Linked DNA regions of Zea mays: all the other regions are linked to region 1. Evidence: chromatin contacts called from public Hi-C data. All regions are on one chromosome and are shown on one strand. Each heading gives the region's core, a stretch centred on a gene start, on an enhancer-like site or on the middle of the called end of the contact. The rest is flanking DNA. Distances are from core to core; before and after follow the strand shown.

What was found. A called contact is a pair of places that touch in the nucleus more often than the background predicts.
Region 2: a contact with region 1 is called in a Hi-C map of leaf, with 3 times the contacts expected there. The contact joins the enhancer-like site here to the promoter of LOC100279274 in region 1. A contact is called at or near these places in 6 of 25 Hi-C or Micro-C datasets (ear, leaf and tassel) and 1 of 3 datasets of contacts at active chromatin or transcription factors (leaf).
Region 3: a Hi-C map of leaf shows a contact between it and region 1, with 6 times the contacts expected there. The contact joins the promoter of LOC100283739 here to the promoter of LOC100279274 in region 1. A contact is called at or near these places in 2 of 25 Hi-C or Micro-C datasets (ear and leaf).

What each region holds. Positions count from the first base shown.
Region 1 is chr8:114,168,729-114,171,507 of Zm-B73-REFERENCE-NAM-5.0, forward strand. LOC100279274 (putative prolin-rich extensin-like receptor protein kinase family protein) reads left to right here and starts at 1,424. Exons shown (of 8, transcript NM_001152295.1): 1 at 1,424-2,126; 2 at 2,724-2,779. The coding sequence starts at 1,547.
Region 2 is chr8:113,931,761-113,934,539 of Zm-B73-REFERENCE-NAM-5.0, forward strand. No RefSeq gene overlaps it. Among protein-coding and RNA genes, the nearest start is that of LOC103635716, 100 kb to the left of the region's middle. Within about 2 kb of position 1,376, at least 20 of the 20 cell types and tissues checked have an H3K27ac peak or open chromatin away from gene starts, as enhancers often do. A contact at or near this core is called in ear, leaf and tassel, where this site is marked.
Region 3 is chr8:114,353,678-114,356,456 of Zm-B73-REFERENCE-NAM-5.0, forward strand. LOC100283739 reads right to left here and starts at 1,349. Exons shown (of 6, transcript NM_001156638.3): 1 at 999-1,349; 2 at 629-756; 3 at 404-507. The coding sequence starts at 1,111.

The DNA of each region.
Region 1 (2,779 bases), core at 174-2,673:
CTTAGGTGCACGTTGTTATCATATCCGCATGTAATGCCCCACGGTCGAGTATATAAGGCCTAGGGGGCACCCCATCAAATAACAACTCACTCGCCGTCTACTCAGCTCTCTAGCATCCCCATACTAGAGAACTCCCCTGTAACCCACCACATAAAAGATCCACACAAGGAAGTAGGGTGTTACGCCTATCTAAGCGGCCCGAACCTGTATAAAATTGTCCACTGTCTCTCGTGCATCTAGCACGAACCATCGAGCTACAGTCAGTAACACCGTCCTACTCCAAAAGGCACCTGGAGGGGCAACCCTAAGTGCGCGGTCGGACCCAAAACATCGACACGTGGGGTACCCGCTAACTCATCCGCTAACTCATGGGTAGGTATTTGAGCAAAATTTTAAATCTGTTATGAGTACGAGTTTTTTTAGTGGATATAAATATTTTTCACATGGGTACGTGTTTGGGACGGAGTATTGCGTCCGTTGACATCTCAACATGAGCGAACAGGAAAAGGGAAATCGCAATGGCAACTTCCAACCGGGCGACTTGGCTCGGTATGGCCGCTGGCCGGGGCCCGGCTCGGCTGTCCCTCCCGCTCCTCGTCCTGGTCCGCGCCAATCACGCAGACTTTTTTTGGTGGGACGCTGCGCGGCGGGCCGGCCCCACCCACGTTGCTCGTGGCCTGGAAGTGGAACCTTTGAACACGACACCGCCGCGGTGAAATTGTGTTGAATCATTTGGCAGGTGTCATCGACGAAGAGAAAGATAATAAGAGAGGTAATATTAAAAAGAAGGACCAGTGATAATCCACCGAACCGAACGTCACGGGCTGACCTCCGGACCCACCACCCTCCGTTCCGTTGCCTTGCCTGCCACAACATGGGACGGTGTGTGTGAGACAGTGTGACGGACGAATGGACGATGGGAGGCTGGGCTGACGCTGACCTGCGGGGCCCGCGCGGAGCGAAACCACGGTAACATGCCGTAGATGCTCAGCGTAATCCAGCGGCAGAAGTGGCGCGCACTTTATCTGGTTGTGCTGTGCCCCCCTTCCCACCGGCTCCTGCGCGCGGTCACGCGCAATCTTCACGTCACAGACAGGTTGGCCCCATCGCTCCCGCCGCGGCAGCCTTCGTCCACCTGTCGGTGGCCGTGTCCCCAAAGCTTCGCGTCGCGGTGCGCAACGACCACCGCTCCGCTCACGGCTCACCCAAACGCTGTCCAGCCGCGGGGGCGGGCCCACCGTCCTCTCTCTCTCTCTACCTTCGCTTTCCCACCTCATTCGGTCTCACTTTGCATTTAACCCTGGACCGCCCTGCCTAGTAGGCTGTGGACTCCTACTCCTACTCCTACTCCTCTCTCCCCTTCCTCCCGTTGATTGATTGAGGGGATTGCTACTAGGCGGGCGCTAGCACTGCGAAGCATCTCGCCTCATCGTCTCCTCCGTGCTCCACTTGCCCATTCTTACGCGCTAAGCAACAGGCCAGCCGGCCGTAGCTCCAAAGCGGGAGCCGGAGCCGGAGCCGGAGCCGGGAGCTAAGGGGGGCCGTGATGTCGTCGTCGCCGACGGCCGCGCCGGCGCCGACCACGCCATCGGCTCCGCCGGCCAACGCGACAAATCCGCCGCCCGCGACCCCGTCCGCGCCGCCACCGGCGGCGCCCACGCCTCCCACGCCCACCCCGCCCACGCCGTCCCCGCCGTCCCCAGCCGCGCCGCCGCCGTCACCCCCCTCCGTCCCGGCCCCCGCGCCGGCCTCCACCCCGGTGACTCCCTCTGCGCCCTCGCCCTCCTCCCCTTCCTCCCCGGGCACGCCCGCCACCCCGTCGCCTCCATCGGACACCCCGTCGCCGCCATCGTCCGGTGGAGGGGGCAGGTCCCCGCCGTCGTCTGGGGGTGGGCGATCCACGCCGTCCTCCCACTCGCCTCCCAAGTCGCACTCGCCGGGGGGCGGTGGCGGCAGCTCCGGGCCGTCTACGTCGCTCGTCGTGGGCGTGGCCGTCGGCGGCCTCGTGCTGCTGCTGCTCGCCAGCTTCATCTGCCTCTGCTGCCTCCGCAAGAAGCGCCGCCGCGCGCCGCCGCCGCCGCCGCCTCAGCACTACGGATACCCGCCGCCCCCGCCGCCGTACAAGGGTGAGTTAGATCTCTCTCGCAGCTCCCGTGTCTACCTGCCTGCCTGCCTGTCGCTGTCTAGATCCAGATCTAGCATGTGGGTGGCGTGACTAGGTACTAGTCACGTTACTGTCGGTTTCAATTCTGGTCTTCCTGGCAATTCGGCTGGCTGTGGATCTTAGGTCATGGCATTAACATGCGTGTTAGGTTTCAGTTCATGCTACTTTGGCATAGGTGTTGTTCATATGTGCATATATAGTGGTTAAAAGTGTTATTTCAGTAAATTACAGTGCTCTTTTCAATTTCAAGGGATTTGGACCTGTAAATTTTGTACTCATTAATCCGTAATCATGATGGTTAGGCATTACTTTTAATAAGGTGTACTTCCCTTGAAGTTAGAAAATGCATTACCTGGCACTCTCCGTAGGTGTCATACCTGCTGTCTAAATCAAATGCTGTATTATATTTGGTCTACCTATTGTCTATCTGTTTTGTTTGGAAGACAAACTAACTTGTATAGCTTTTCTTATAGATTCTATTTAAGCATATGGTGCTTTCTGTAAGCAGTTTCAAAATGAAGACAAACCTTTCCTCACATTGTATTCTATCTTACTGCAGAGGATCCATACGGTGGAACGTACCAGAGTTGGCAGCAAAATGCGCCTCCTGCTCCA
Region 2 (2,779 bases), core at 126-2,625, 240 kb before region 1:
TCTTCCTCTCTTGTGTATTTCTCTAGTTTGTGTAGAGGCTCGGTTATAAGCCTTTAGAGAGAGGTGAAGTGCTGCTGAGAGCAAGAGCAAGATCTTGAGCGTTGTTACTCTGCCGGAGTGCTGTCAAGAAGACTGTGGGTAGCCTCAACATCGTTGTAACCGACATCAACATAGTGGAAGGCTCTATCTGTCGCATTGACAGATCTGAGCAACCAGAGGAAGGAGTTGAAATAGACTCCAAGCCAAGGTGTGGCTAACTCCAACGAGGAATAAGCAAGCATTTCAGGCTTAGCCGAACCTCGGTATAATTCTCTGTGTCTGTGTGCTCTGCTCTGTGTTCTGTCTCTTTGTCTTTATTATTTTTATACTTGCACTTTAATACTTATATGTGGTATAAGCTATCATTGAAGTACAAGATATTTTGAGACAAGAGCTTTATTTATGTTGCGATATATTTGAAGTGTCTTTTATTCATTGTCTGGCTCACGAGCATAACAAGCTAGCTTGAGCTTTAAAAGAGATAAATCGAGTTAGAATTTATTTTATTTTATTTTATTTTATTTTATTGTTGATTTTATTAACGAGCTGGACCAAACAAGCTTGTTAGCGAACTCAGCCGGACCAGGCTATGAGATCCAGCCGATCGGTCCGGCAGGTCGCGAGGCTTGGATGGCCCCTCCCGGGCAGATGACGCGTCGCCCCTTTTCCTTCTTCCACGGCGGTAGCGCCTCCGCCCATCCCGTCAACGGCGGCGGCGGCTAGTCCCGGCGACGGTGGTGGTATGGACAGGATGCCCTGGTGGTTGCGTGCCACTTCTTCCGTGCGTGGATCATGCCTGCCCCAGATGATTCGACGGCCGAACTTGACGCAGATGCTTCGACGGCGCTTCGTGTTGGTCCGTTGTGATTCTTGTAATGCCCGTGCTTCGTGCTGGTCCGGAATATCCTTGGAATTAATGATTAGCTCGTCAATGCAGACAGACAGCAGGGATTCGCGCGTAGCATGTCATGTGCGACACGGATTATTCAATCAACGATGGCCTAGTTCTTTATTCCACACTGGTCTTTACCAGCCTCTAAAAGACTAGTTTGAGAGCGACAAAACCGGAGTGAATTGGAGGGCTAAAATCTTCTCTTTATTTAAATTAAAATAAGAAGTGGATTTTAGTCTCTTCAATATTTGGACTCCTAAACTAGTTTAATTTTATGTCGGAATTTACGTGTTAGCGGTTAGTAGTCCTTACCAAGAATATCAGCGGTAGATTTTAGGTTTTTCACTCAGCTCGTGCCGCAAAATAGGAGAGAGAGCTCGAGCGCGTACGGGTGTCATGCGGTTTGGCTGGGCCTGCGGCCGGACGAAGCTAGCTGCTCCACTTTGTGGCAGCTGAACTGGACCCGAGCCAACCCATCACCCACGTGATTGCTGATTGGAGGGGCTAGGATTAGGGTTAGCCTCGCTGCTCGTGAGTCGTGAGCTGTCCCCCTCAGCTCTACGCGCTGCAACCAACGGCTTCCTGACCTTCATGGCAATGCTCCAAGTGGAGCGGAACGGATGCATGGATAGGCTTAGAGCACTCCAAAGGGATGTTAAAAAAATTTCTCCCCGAAACTGATTATTAGAGGCAGGCTACAAAGTTTCAGGAGTAGAAAACCTGCTGGGTAATCCAACAATTCCCCTAAACAAAGAGTGAAAATTGAGAAGTAGGCAACAACAAAAAATCAATTCGATTTCTATCTGGTCTTGTTGTTTCAGTTTGTTTTAAGGAACAATTCCTCACGCAAAAAATATGCGTGAAGAGAGGAGATGGATACGGGATGCAGAGATTTTTGGTAGAGGAAGGGGGAGCTGTTGGAGCAAGGAAAAAGCGAATCGTCTTTTAATATTGGTTTTGAGGTTGGTTTATGACTTCTCTTAGAAGTGCTCTTATTATACAATTAAATTATAAAAATTCTAAATATATATAGATATATTTTTATTGTTTGCTCTATCAATATATTCAAATTTTAATTTCTTTGTTATAGATATAAAAAAATAAAATTATATCTAAAATATAGGATACACAATTATATAGTTTTTTATATTATCTCTTAAAACAGGAAAAATAGAACTTGAAATTTAACATATTAACATACTATATAATGAAGTATATTTATAGTTATAAAAGCTTTCTCGTGTTTTTTGTTGTTTTATTGTGTGAAGATTACACAAAAAACTTGAATTGCGTAATGATTTTTATCGTTGGAGTCAAGCTGGCATTCCCTCTCCTGACGCGTCATGTGACATTGTCTCACGCATCACAAGTTCCCTACAAGTGTGCTTGTTTGCTTGGTTCAGTGTAGAGATGATAACGAGGATTCCCCGTCGAAGAATGGCTCACCATTCATGTCCTCTATTCAGTAATTCCATGCGTGGAATCGGGGATCGGGTCTCCATTCCCATCTCTAGTTTAGAGGTATAGTTAGACAAATCGGTTGCAACTATGTCAATCTATTTGTCTGGATATCTTCTTGGGCTCGACCAATATGGTGCTTTAAAGAATATGTGGTGTAGTTCCTATGAAATAAAATGGGGGTTCGTCCTCATCTCTGAGGCTAGATGAAAGTGCATCTAGCTTTTTTGTGAGTTTTGGTGAATTGAATGACAACAATATTAAAGGTCTAACCAGTTTGTTAAGCGTTGAATAGGAAAGTTATATATAAATGGTATACTTCAGAATAACAGAGAGAAGTGAACAATGGTTCAACACAAGGTAATATTGGAGATACTTCACAAAGAGATG
Region 3 (2,779 bases), core at 99-2,598, 180 kb after region 1:
ACAGATGGCTAAATATTTAAAATCTAATTCACAGATAATAAATATGCTACTAAAAGTAATTCCAAGGTTTGCTTAACCATTACAGAAGCAATACAAAAACTATGAAGATCAAGGAATATTCAAGCTGATTAAAAGAATAACCTCTTCTGAAAACTTTGTTATTCTAAAGTCTAAACCAATTCAAATTGCTTGCAAAGTAACTGTAAAGACATTTTTTGAAGTCATACTGTCATAGAGAGATAAAAATACTAGTTCTACGGTAAGGAACCCTATCAGAAACATATATTACACATCTTGATCCACATCCATAAAGCACATAAACTTTGTCAAGATACATACAAAAGCATATGTACATAATCCTGCTGTAAACATTGTGAATAAGAAAAAGTTAATGAGCTCTCACCAATTTAGGGTTGTGAAAACCAACTTGGCCTACATCCATTGAAGGGGTCTTCTTCAAATTGTACCATGGAGTATAAACTACATCAATGTTATTGACTTTATTACCTGCACCAAAAATGAAGAAATCATCACATGTGCCGGACTACAGCTTGTATTCCACATTCTTGCAAGAAAAAATGAAGCCAAAATTTGTGATATAATATTGTCTCTTTGTAGTTTGTCCAACCTTGAATGGAATTAGCTTTGACAAGCTGCGCACAGTCTTCCAGCAAACCCTCACTCATGTCATCCATTGATTGACCTTTATTCAATCTCACATACACATGTGCAGAGGACATCTTATCTACATGGAACCTGTAATCACCCAAACCAGTTTAAGGTAAGAAGCACGACTCTTAATTGTATATTTTAATAAGAAAATGGAATTTGCAAAAGTCAATGATATGTACAAAAGGTGAACTTAACATGTACAACAGAAAAGCATTGACAATTGTCTGACAAGTATACAGACCAGCAAAAAACACAGAGAACAAACGATTTCACGCGACTGGTAACCACTAAGGAGCACCCACACGACCAAGGGAAGATGAGGTTACCAGATGTCCTCGGGGAAGCCGTATTTGATGAGGTCCTCGTTCTCGTACTTGTCAAGACCCATGAAGATGGTATAGTCGCCGGCCTCGGGCCGCGCCTTGAAGTAGAACACCATCCCCGCACTTGAAGCTAGGCCGGCCGGCCGCCCGAACGGATCGAGGAGGGGAGGGAGTCCCCGGGTCCGGGCGGCGGAATCGGGCAGATCTCACGGTGGCTCTGGACTGGAGGCGGCGAGAGATTGCGGCGAGGGAAGTTGGGGAATTGAGGGAAATGGGAACTTTTTATCTAGTCTAGGGTTTCGTGCGCGTGGAAACGAAGCAGTCGGGCTGTTAGGCGTCTTCAAATTTTGTTTTATTCATACTTCTTTCTTCGCTTTTTTATTGTCTTCGATTGGGCACGTAAAGCTTCCTACGTACACGGTTACCGTGCACCTGATCCTGATCATGAGCCGTCCTAGCAGGCCAATCCAATCTGATACGGTCCGAAAAAAACTGGTTCGATCCAACCAGATCAATCCAACTGACAGTATGGACTACCCCTACGGTATTGAAATACTAGTCATTTTGGACATGAATACGCATACCAAGAAATGTTTAAGTTGAAGTCATATTTTCGATTGTACCCATATTAAATATTTCTCGTTGTCTCATCCATTGAATTCTATTTGGGGTTTCAATTGGTCAGCAACGCTGCTTTCTATCATGCATTTCTAAGTTTGATTCTTGTGGCCTCCCTTTTTTGCATGGATGTTGCACCTTTTTATTTTTGCACTGCGCTCCGCGCCTAGAATATTTTCGCTAGAAATTGCACTGCGCGCCCAGAATATTTTTGCTACAAATTGCACCGCGCATCCAGGACGTCGTTTCGTGACTTGCACCTGCTCTTAGCGTTCGTCAGTTATTAAAGCCTTACGTTGGGCTCCTGGTACCAACAAACAGAAGCAGCAAAACTCCAAAACAAAGCAATGGCGTTGCATGTTGAAAATGCTACATTTGACTTGAATATGGAGCCACCTATTGAGAATGATTTTGGTGCATGTTGAAAATGCTACATTTGACTTGAATATGGAGCCACCTATTGAGAATGATTTTGGTACGTACATGGTCTGGTTACTTGCCATTTGATTTTTTACTTATTGTTCACTTTTAAAAAAAAATCAATAGACTTGAACATGGCGCCTAGAGAAGACGGTGATGTATCGGACTTTACTCTCGAAGAGACTACCATACATACTCTCATTTCTAATATTTTTTCAATAGACTCGAACGTGGTGCCTACAATAGACGATGATACAATAGACTTGAGTAAGTGATTACTCCTACTAGTACGCTACACTTTTTTTTAGAAATAATCTTGTTGCCATTGATTTGTCCGTGGACTTATAGTTTTCTACTAACTGTTTTTACGTAGACGAAGGAGGAGGGATATTACTGGAGAACAAAGTAAACAAATCTACCAAACCTTGTTGGCTAAAAGCACGAATGGGAACCTAGGGAAGAATGTCACGAAAGAAGTTGCTGCACAATTTGGAGTTCATGTTCGCACTGTTCAGCGCCTGTGGCATGACGGTAAAACCTATCTGTCTCAAGGCATTTCTGTTAATGTTGGTCCTAAAAAGAGAGGTATCAGGCCGTAAACCAACTCCAGTTAATTTGGAAGAATTGTGCAGTGTTGACCTTAAAAATAGAACGACCCTAGAAGATGTGTGCAAGATACTTAGCATTAGCAAATCTAAGCTTTTGAAACACATACGGCAAGGTGATGTTAAGCGACATACAAATAG